Linked DNA regions of Rattus norvegicus: region 2 is linked to region 1. Evidence: chromatin contacts called from public Hi-C data. All regions are on one chromosome and are shown on one strand. Each heading gives the region's core, a stretch centred on a gene start, on an enhancer-like site or on the middle of the called end of the contact. The rest is flanking DNA. Distances are from core to core; before and after follow the strand shown. Region 1 has its middle 290 kb from the start of Nsmaf. Region 2 holds the start of Tox (thymocyte selection-associated high mobility group box).

Region 1 (4,105 bases), core at 1,326-3,825:
TGAAATCTGCTGTCCCTCTCCCCTCTACTCTCTTCTTCCTCTTCTATGCATCCTGAGTCCCTGTAAGAGATTTGCCTGAAGGTGTTTGCATAGTTCTGATAGCAGAAGGGAAGGGTGAGGAAATGTTTCCCTTCCACGGGCTTCTGTCACGTAAATTCATCTGGCTGGACATGAAGAGAATGATTGTTTTGCGGAATGAAATAACCTCAACAATTTAAATACAAATATATCATGTAATCCAGTCAAAATTAAAAAGACAAAAGTCTTGCTTGCTTTGGATTGGTTTTTCAGACACTGTGCGAGTTGAATCACTTGGCATGTAATGACTAATAAATAATGCACATTCAGTGTTATTATTAAAATGGCCGGGGTCGAGAGCTCAAATTTTCCTGTCTTGATACTGTATAAGAATTCGTGTGATTAACTTCCCAGTTTATTGTTTGGCTGTTTAGTATTTTAGAAATATACCAGCATTATTAATTAACTAATGCCTTTTATTATTGTATTATGATAAAATATTACTTTCTCCTACATTAAGTCCAAACTGAGAAGAGTCCGACCAGCTAAGATAAGAGGTGTATCAGGAGATTGTCTGCAGCTTTTCCTGGCAGGCGAAAAGAAAAAAATACATCAAATGTGAAATAAATTATCAATTAAACTCTCACTGTACATGACTGTATTCTACTCAGACTTGAAAGGACATTCCCAGTGAAATGATGAATCTCATGTAAACCTCAGGCCAGAAGTGACAGAGTGCAAGACGCATGAACAGCTGTGATGGCCTCAAAGGTTCTTGAAGTTTTCTCACCAACCAAAGAAATTGGTTGTTTTTAATTCGGTCATCTTCAGACACAGATAACTTATATAACTTGCTACTCAGAGGATCAATGGCTCCTGGGTAAAGAGAAACATTATTTTAGGATTCAATAATGGTACTGCATCTAAAGTATCATCACTGGTCTATCCAAAATCATAATGGTGGCTCAACGGAGGAAGAAAACTGTGCCAGCGGGGAGGACTGGGTTGCATATCTAACAGGATTCCTGAGTTACATCTACATGCAAGTGAGTTGACAATAGAAAAATGAGTCAGATCATGACTTGCATGGGAATCCAATTCAGGAATAGAGCTAAAGAGGAAGTGGTGTTCTGTGATAATTATTATTTGTTTTCTTAGAGGCAAGAATTTCCTCTACGTGGGACAAGAGCTGTCCATAAAACACCAGAATTGAAAAAGCAATGTGTACCATCCTAGGGCAAATTCACTGCCCAGAAATTTTTAAAACTTAAGAATGCCAAACTTAGAATTAATGCCACCATCTCTCTCCTTCTTCCGTGCGGACGAGTTTTTCCTCTCACTCAAAAAGTCATTAGCTTGACCCATGTGTCTTGGACAGTTCTCACCTTTTGTACCAGCACAAGAAGCCATTTCTGTGCTCCACCAGAAGGATGTTGCAACTAAAGACAGCTACACTTTTAGCTGTAGCTTTCAATAGACTTTCTAAGTACTTTACAAAGCACTAAGCAAAATACACTCAAAAAGTAACTGGCAGATGGTTTCCATATTACTCCACTTAGAATCCATCTTAGAAAGCGCCAGCCTGGTAAGAAGTATAGTAAACTGACTGAGTCCGGTAGATCCCAGCATCTTTGTTAGAGGGAAGTTGCCGGCTACTAAAACAGGAAAACCTGTAATGGGGAGTTGTCCTCACATCATTGTTTATAGAACTGGAATTGACTACATTCTTATTCTACTGTGAATCCTCCTTTTTAAGTGAGCATAGAAGAACAGAAAACTCCCTTACTTGCTGATGGTTGGACAATGAATAACAGTGGCAAAGCAGGACACAAAAGTAGGGTAAGTTCAGCCTAAGTATGTAAACTCATGTAAGTCAGTCATGGCCCAAATCTCTCTGCCTGCTCTTCCCCCTTTCCTCCCCCTTTCCCTCTCTCTCCCCTTCTCCTCTTCCCCTGGCTCCTTGAAAGTGAATGATTTTCATATCCCTACCTGGAGTACTATAGCACGCAGCAGGTCCAAATTTAATGTTATAAAAAGCAAGAAAACATCGCAAATTATCCTCCATGTAAATTGTGTTGTGCTTCCTTTCAAATATAAAAATGAATGAAATATTTGCTTAAAGGGAAGCATTATGAAGAGGAAAAGAAGGAAATATTGCACCAAGATACCTAAGACTACAGAGGTTTGAAAGAGCAGGGCATGGTGGCACATACCCTTAATCCCAGCAGCCCTTGGCAGGCTAAGGCAGGAGGATCCATGCTAGTTCAATCCAGCCTGAGGCAGGAGGGTTGCTTCTGGTTCCAAGTCAGCTGGGTCTGCACAGCAAGTTCCAGGTGAGCCAGGAGTACAGTAAAACTTCTCTTAAGAAAGAAGGAAAGAGAAAGAAAGACAGGAGAGGGGGAGGAAGGAGAGAGAGAAAGAAAGAAGGAAAGAAACGAAAACATTTCTTTCTAGTTGTGACAAGCAAAAGATAAAATATATGCCCCTCAGCACAGGAAGAAGATGCAAGTGAGGAGAAGGTGCTAGACATGTAGGAGTGCTGGGAGCAAGAGAGCTCTCAGTAGACAAATGTATGGATGCTAAATTCAAACAGGCTGAGGGAACAGGATAGTGTGGGTAGACTTGGTACAGGGATAAAGGATTCATTTTCTGGATCCCACCTAAATGACACCAGGAGAAGAAAAAGTAATAGCGTCTTTAAAAGATAGTCAAAGGCAATGTTCATGCTTTCATCTGGCACCGTTTCTTGGTGCAAACAAATACATCTCCAGGTGCTGGGAAAGAGGACGGAGAGGGAGTTTGGGACCCTAAGAGAAGAAAGACCTTTAGTACTGAGTTAGAGGAAGTGGCATCTACTGTGTACAGATAGGATCAATTCCACCATCATTTTATACTTAACCAACCCTTTGTGTCCAGCCTCAGAGTATGAGCAAAGTGCAGTTGAAGAGCGTGTTCCCTGGTGGACACTCAAGACCAATGATGGGTTGTATTTCACCATCACCAGAGACAAAGCTAATTCCAGAAGCCCATCAGCATGCTCATTCCCCATTTATCAACAGCTTGCTTTCAAAAGTGAAATTTCATTCACACTGACATGAGGCCAAAAAGGGGTTAAAAAAAAAAAGGACCAGACAATAACATGGAAAAACAACCCTACAGGGAAAATAAAAACACATTTCTAAACCTTCTATGAACAAAACTACAGTCTTTGTAAAGTCTGGCATGGCCCTGTTTGACAATCGTGTGTTTACAATAAGCCCAAACATAATTGCTGTGATGGGCTGTCAGGGAAAAGATTAATTTGGCAAAGATTAGTATTGACTTGCTGTTTATTAAGGCTTTTAAACAGCTGTATCTGGCAGCATTCCTGTAAGTGGCTGTCATCACTGGAAAAGCAGCCTCACACCCCGGTGCCCGCCAGCTGTTACTGCACAGTCTTGCACGGCTCTGAACATCTCTCTCCAGGCCAAACGGCGAGTACAACTACTGCCAAATAAGCCTTTTCTTCCTCCTGTCACATTCTTTCTTTGGTGGGGATGGGGAGCCGCTCAGAGCTGAAATGTCAGCTCAAACCTGATGGTTTGAGCTGATAAAGGGGGCCGGAAACCAGTAGGTGGTTTTGGGTGCTAGGTGAACACAAACCCCACATAAGAGTGCTGCACTGTTAGTCACCTCACACAGACAAGAAAACCACAGCCTGCAACTGTTGTTGGCAAAAGGTTTTAAAGACAGAGATGTGCTAGCAAAGGTTTCAAGCCATTAGCATTCCAAAACATTTTATCCCCCCCCCCCACTTGAAAAAGCCAAGGGGAAGTGGAATAAAAGTTGGATACTCTCTGTCAGTTTATAGAAAAAGCATTGAGGGTTCCTTCTTGGACAGAGAGAGAGAGAAAGAGGGAGAAAGAGAGAGAGAGAGAGAGAGAGAGAGAGAGAGAGAGAGAAGACAAGCCCCTTGGCAAAATTCATCCCTTGCTCTCATTAGCTGGAAAACTACAGGATGAGACCACTTCACTTGACATCTATAAAAGAAAAGGCAGATTGAGAATTATACTGGGTCAAACACAGTCTTTCACAAGATGTGGAGAGA
Region 2 (4,021 bases), core at 1,462-3,961, 300 kb before region 1:
GAAAATGTGGTACATCTAAACAATGGAGTACTACTCAGCTATCAAAAATAATACTTCATGAAATTTCCTGAAGATTTTAAAGCCAGTGGACTAAAGCCATTCCTTAGGCCAGGCCCACACTAAATAAATGAACTCTGAATGCTTGGCACTTGTGAAAGCTGTTAAGATGATGTCATTGACCCAACAACTTTGGAAAAGATTATAAAGACTGGACCTCATCTAGGGACCATTTTCAGCAGTGTGTTTTATTACTTTACTATAATTCATTTATTTGTTTGTTTATGTTATTTTTCTTTGACAGGGACTCTTGTAGTCCCAGGCTAGCCTCCAGCTTTCTACCTAGCTGAAAATGACCTTGAACTTTTTGATTCCTCTGCCTGCACCTTTTTAAAAAGCTTATTATTAACTAGCACATGTACAGTATTAACTTTCCTTATGACATTTTCCAACAAGACTTGTGTTGATTCTTTGGTGATTCTCCTTGTGTCTCTGACCATCCCTCCTTGAACCCTTCCAGTGAACTTTCCTGTCCTATCTTCTGTTTCTTTGTCTCCTGTGTTCTACTGCCCTCCCAGCTTCCTCAACTCTGCAGTCCCATCTCAAGTATGTGTATAGCTTCATGCCCTATAGACACACTTACTCTTGCTCTTATACACACATACGACTGCTGCAAACTAGGGTCTGCATATGATAGAATGCAATTTTTGTCCTTTTGAGTTAACTCACTATAACACTTTCTAATTCCATACATTTTCCTGAAATTTTCTTGGTTTCATTTTTCCTTCACAGCTACATAGAATCCCAGTGTGTATAAGGACCACATTTTCATTATTCATTTGTGAATGTCTAGGAAAGTCTCTACTTCGTTGCTTTGCTGTTTTAAGTATTGTTTTGTTGTGATGGTTTTGGTTCTTTTCATAGCCATGTACAGCTTGTGTGTCTGTCTGTCTTTGCTTAGTACTATATGGAGAAATGAATGAGAAACTTAGCATGCTATGAAGAGAACTATCTCATTTTTAAAGTAGTGTTTACTCCAAGGTGTAGCTACTTAGATTTCCCTCCAGTGGAACGGAATATTACCATTCAGTATAATGTGGACCTTGGGCAGAATGTTAGACAGTGGTGGGTATTTTGAATTATTATATTGAGATGAGCATGCTGTAGTGTTAAGATCTCTGGTGGTGAATGCACTTTCTTCCCAGTAGCTCAAATTTCTCAGCATGCAAAGCTCAAACATCCCACTTTGACTCCACATGCCTCCTGTGAAAGAAATCAGGTTGCTTGTAGCATTAAGACACGGGTCCCTGGCATTTGGGTTTCCCATAATGGTAGCAGAAAGAAGTGGTATGGCACATCCAGTATGTCCAAGGAGTCAAGACACTGACAGGAAAAACCATTCCAGGTATAAACCAATCCATTTTTCTAGTGATTCAAGGGCCAAACAGAAGTTGATTATGAATCCTAGGGAAGTTTATAAAGCTCAAACTTTATATGGAATAATTTGATGATATCTGTTGATGACAGAAACTTGAGATTAGATATGTTTCGTTTAAAGCTCCAGGCTTTTCACACACACACACACACACACACACACACACACACACACACACACACACACACACAAGCATCTACAAATGAATTTTAAAACCAATGTTATGAACAGCCAAACTTCTTGTAATTGTTATTGTAAAGACCCTTAATAGAGGAAAGTTCATCTTTCCACTTATTTTGTGACTCAAAGGCTTTGAATGCAGAGAGAAAAATCTTTCCTGACTCTTCTTTTCCTTATGCCAACATCCATTGTCTTAGTCTTAAGGTAAGAGGCTGTGTTCTTGCTACCCATAAAAGTAAGACCGAGGACAACAGCTTAAGAGAAAGAGGCTACCAGAGGTGGAGAGCAACATCAAGGAATTGTTCCCAAAGGCTTTTGCTTAGAGGAGAGAACCCAAGGATGCTAATTTATCATCCTTACAGGGCATCTGTAGCTTCCCCTGATCCTTTGCATTTGACTGGTGCTCCTAATTATAGGGGAAGAGAAACCTGGAAAAGGCTTCAGAGAGACAGAGAGTAGCTGGCTACTACTCACCTTGCTCTAAAAAAGTTGGGGGTAGGTAAAGAGACTGTTTCCACACATTCTTCGACGCTGGAAACTCTTGGACACAAACTTCCAGCTTTTTTTTTTTTTTTTTTTTTTTTTTTTTTTTTTACCAGGTCTTGGGCCTCTGAGGTGTGCGGCAATGAGGAATTCACCCTCGTAAGGTAAACACTGCCCACTCCTATTTTGACTTCCCTCTGAAGTCTTTCTCGGGAGAATGGAGGGTGTCCACTGGACAGTCATCAGGGCCCCCAAACGCTCCCAGATGCCAGGGGACACAATGTTGCAAGTTTGGGGGTTGACGAAGTAAAACTAAATGTGGATGGTATCCTTATCCTACCTGCCAAGAGAGAAAAGGGAAGCAGACTGCAGGTTATGGAGGCTGGGGTGGGAAGTGAGGCTCCAAGAGTACTACAGGGAATCCAGCAGGGAAAGTATAATTCCAAGAGGCAACTAACAGTCCCAGATGTTAGCTCATGGTGTGCTGATAACTGTTTCCTTATTTACCCTTCTTAGCACCCCTAGGGTCTTTTTGTGAGTCCACCAAGGGCAGGCTCAGCCTCCGCAAACCCTCCTGTGGAGTACCCAAGCAGAGTGCGGATGCCCTCTGAGCACTAACTCCAGGAGCACTGCTCATCGCACTGCGATCAGCTGGGGTCCCTTGGTCAGTTGCCCACTAGCATGAAGCAGAGGTTGCGCTCCCTGCAGGCTCCGGAGCAGCGCTACGGGACACCCTCTCCTCTACCTCCCGCGTGGTACAGAGGTTGGCAGTGCAGCTACTCCAGGCGGGAGTAAGTGGTGGGGGAGTTCGGAGAATGGGGTGGGGAGGTGGGCGGGACTGCGGGGTGCTGGGCGGGGGTGCGCCACAGCGCCCCCTTGCTGTGTGAGCCCCGCGGTGCCCCAGTCAGCCCGTGCTCCGACTCTCCAGCCCCTTTGTGTGATTCTATCCACCTCCACGGCACCCACCCGGAGGTGCTGCCTAGGGCAGGGACACTGCCCGGGGTCCCACCACTACTGCTCGGGCCTCATTTTCCCTCCTCTGCCCCCTGCAGTTGTCCCTCGCCTGACCCCGGTCCCCAACTGTACCCTTTGGGCCGCGTCCCGCTGCTGTCGCCACCCCTCCGGTCTGAGACTCTAGTGTCCTCCGATCCCGATCTCCCCCCACCACACTCACACCCCATCATTCCCCCATCCCAGGCCTCTAACGTGGAGAAAAACCAAAAGCAGAGCAAGGCAGAGACTCCAATAAAACGCCCAGAACCCCGAGCCCGAGCGCGAGTACCGGGCGGTGAAGGGCGCAGGAGGCGGGGATGGGGCGGCGGGCGGGGGGGACAATGAGCGCGTGAAGTTACCTGCCCGGCGGCGGGCCGAGAGCGCCGGGGCCGAGCGGACCAGGCAGGCTGCGCGCTCGGCGTGGACGGGTGCGCGCCGCGGCTTAGGGGGGGAGAGTTGAGCACTTTTCCACCCTCTGTGCGTTTTTTTCTCTCTCTCTCTCTCTTTTCTCTCTCTCTCTTTTCCTCCTCTTCTTAAACAAACCACAAACGGATGTGAGGGAAGGAAGGTGTTTCTTTTACTCCTGAGCCCAGACGCCTCTCTCTGTTCCGTCTAAGCTTTTTTTTTTCTTCTGAGCACTTTTTTTTTTTTTCAAAAAGGAAAAGAAAAGGAGTTGCTTGATGTGAGAGTGAAATGGACGTAAGATTTTATCCACCTCCAGCCCAGCCCGCTGCTGCGCCCGCCGCTCCCTGTCTGGGACCTTCTCCCTGCCTGGACCCCTACTATTGCAACAAGGTGAACACTCTGCTTTTGTCTGCACCGATTCTGGCGGCTCGATCCCGGGAGGGGGGCAGCGGTGGCTGGACCGCGATGGGGCCCGCTGGGCGGACTGGGCCGGCTCGCAGAGGCCCGTTCCGGGAGCGCTCGGTCGCA

The links. A called contact is a pair of places that touch in the nucleus more often than the background predicts.
Region 2: a Hi-C map of prefrontal cortex shows a contact between it and region 1, with 4 times the contacts expected there. The contact joins the promoter of Tox here to the enhancer-like site in region 1. A contact is called at or near these places in 4 of 12 Hi-C or Micro-C datasets (the Rat2 cell line, Schwann cells, frontal cortex and 1 more) and 1 of 1 datasets of contacts at active chromatin or transcription factors (oligodendrocytes).

What each region holds. Positions count from the first base shown.
Region 1 is chr5:24,668,126-24,672,230 of GRCr8, reverse strand. No RefSeq gene overlaps it. Among named protein-coding and RNA genes, the nearest start is that of Nsmaf, 290 kb to the right of the region's middle. Within about 2 kb of position 2,575, at least 14 of the 93 cell types and tissues checked have an H3K27ac peak or open chromatin away from gene starts, as enhancers often do. A contact at or near this core is called in prefrontal cortex, where this site is marked.
Region 2 is chr5:24,967,444-24,971,464 of GRCr8, reverse strand. Tox (thymocyte selection-associated high mobility group box) reads left to right here and starts at 2,711. Exons shown (of 10, transcript NM_001108654.1): 1 at 2,711-2,886; 2 at 3,748-3,883. The coding sequence starts at 3,782. It overlaps LOC134478930 (a long non-coding RNA gene), which reads right to left and starts at 3,584. Exons shown (of 3, transcript XR_010051699.1): 1 at 3,448-3,584; 2 at 2,087-2,435.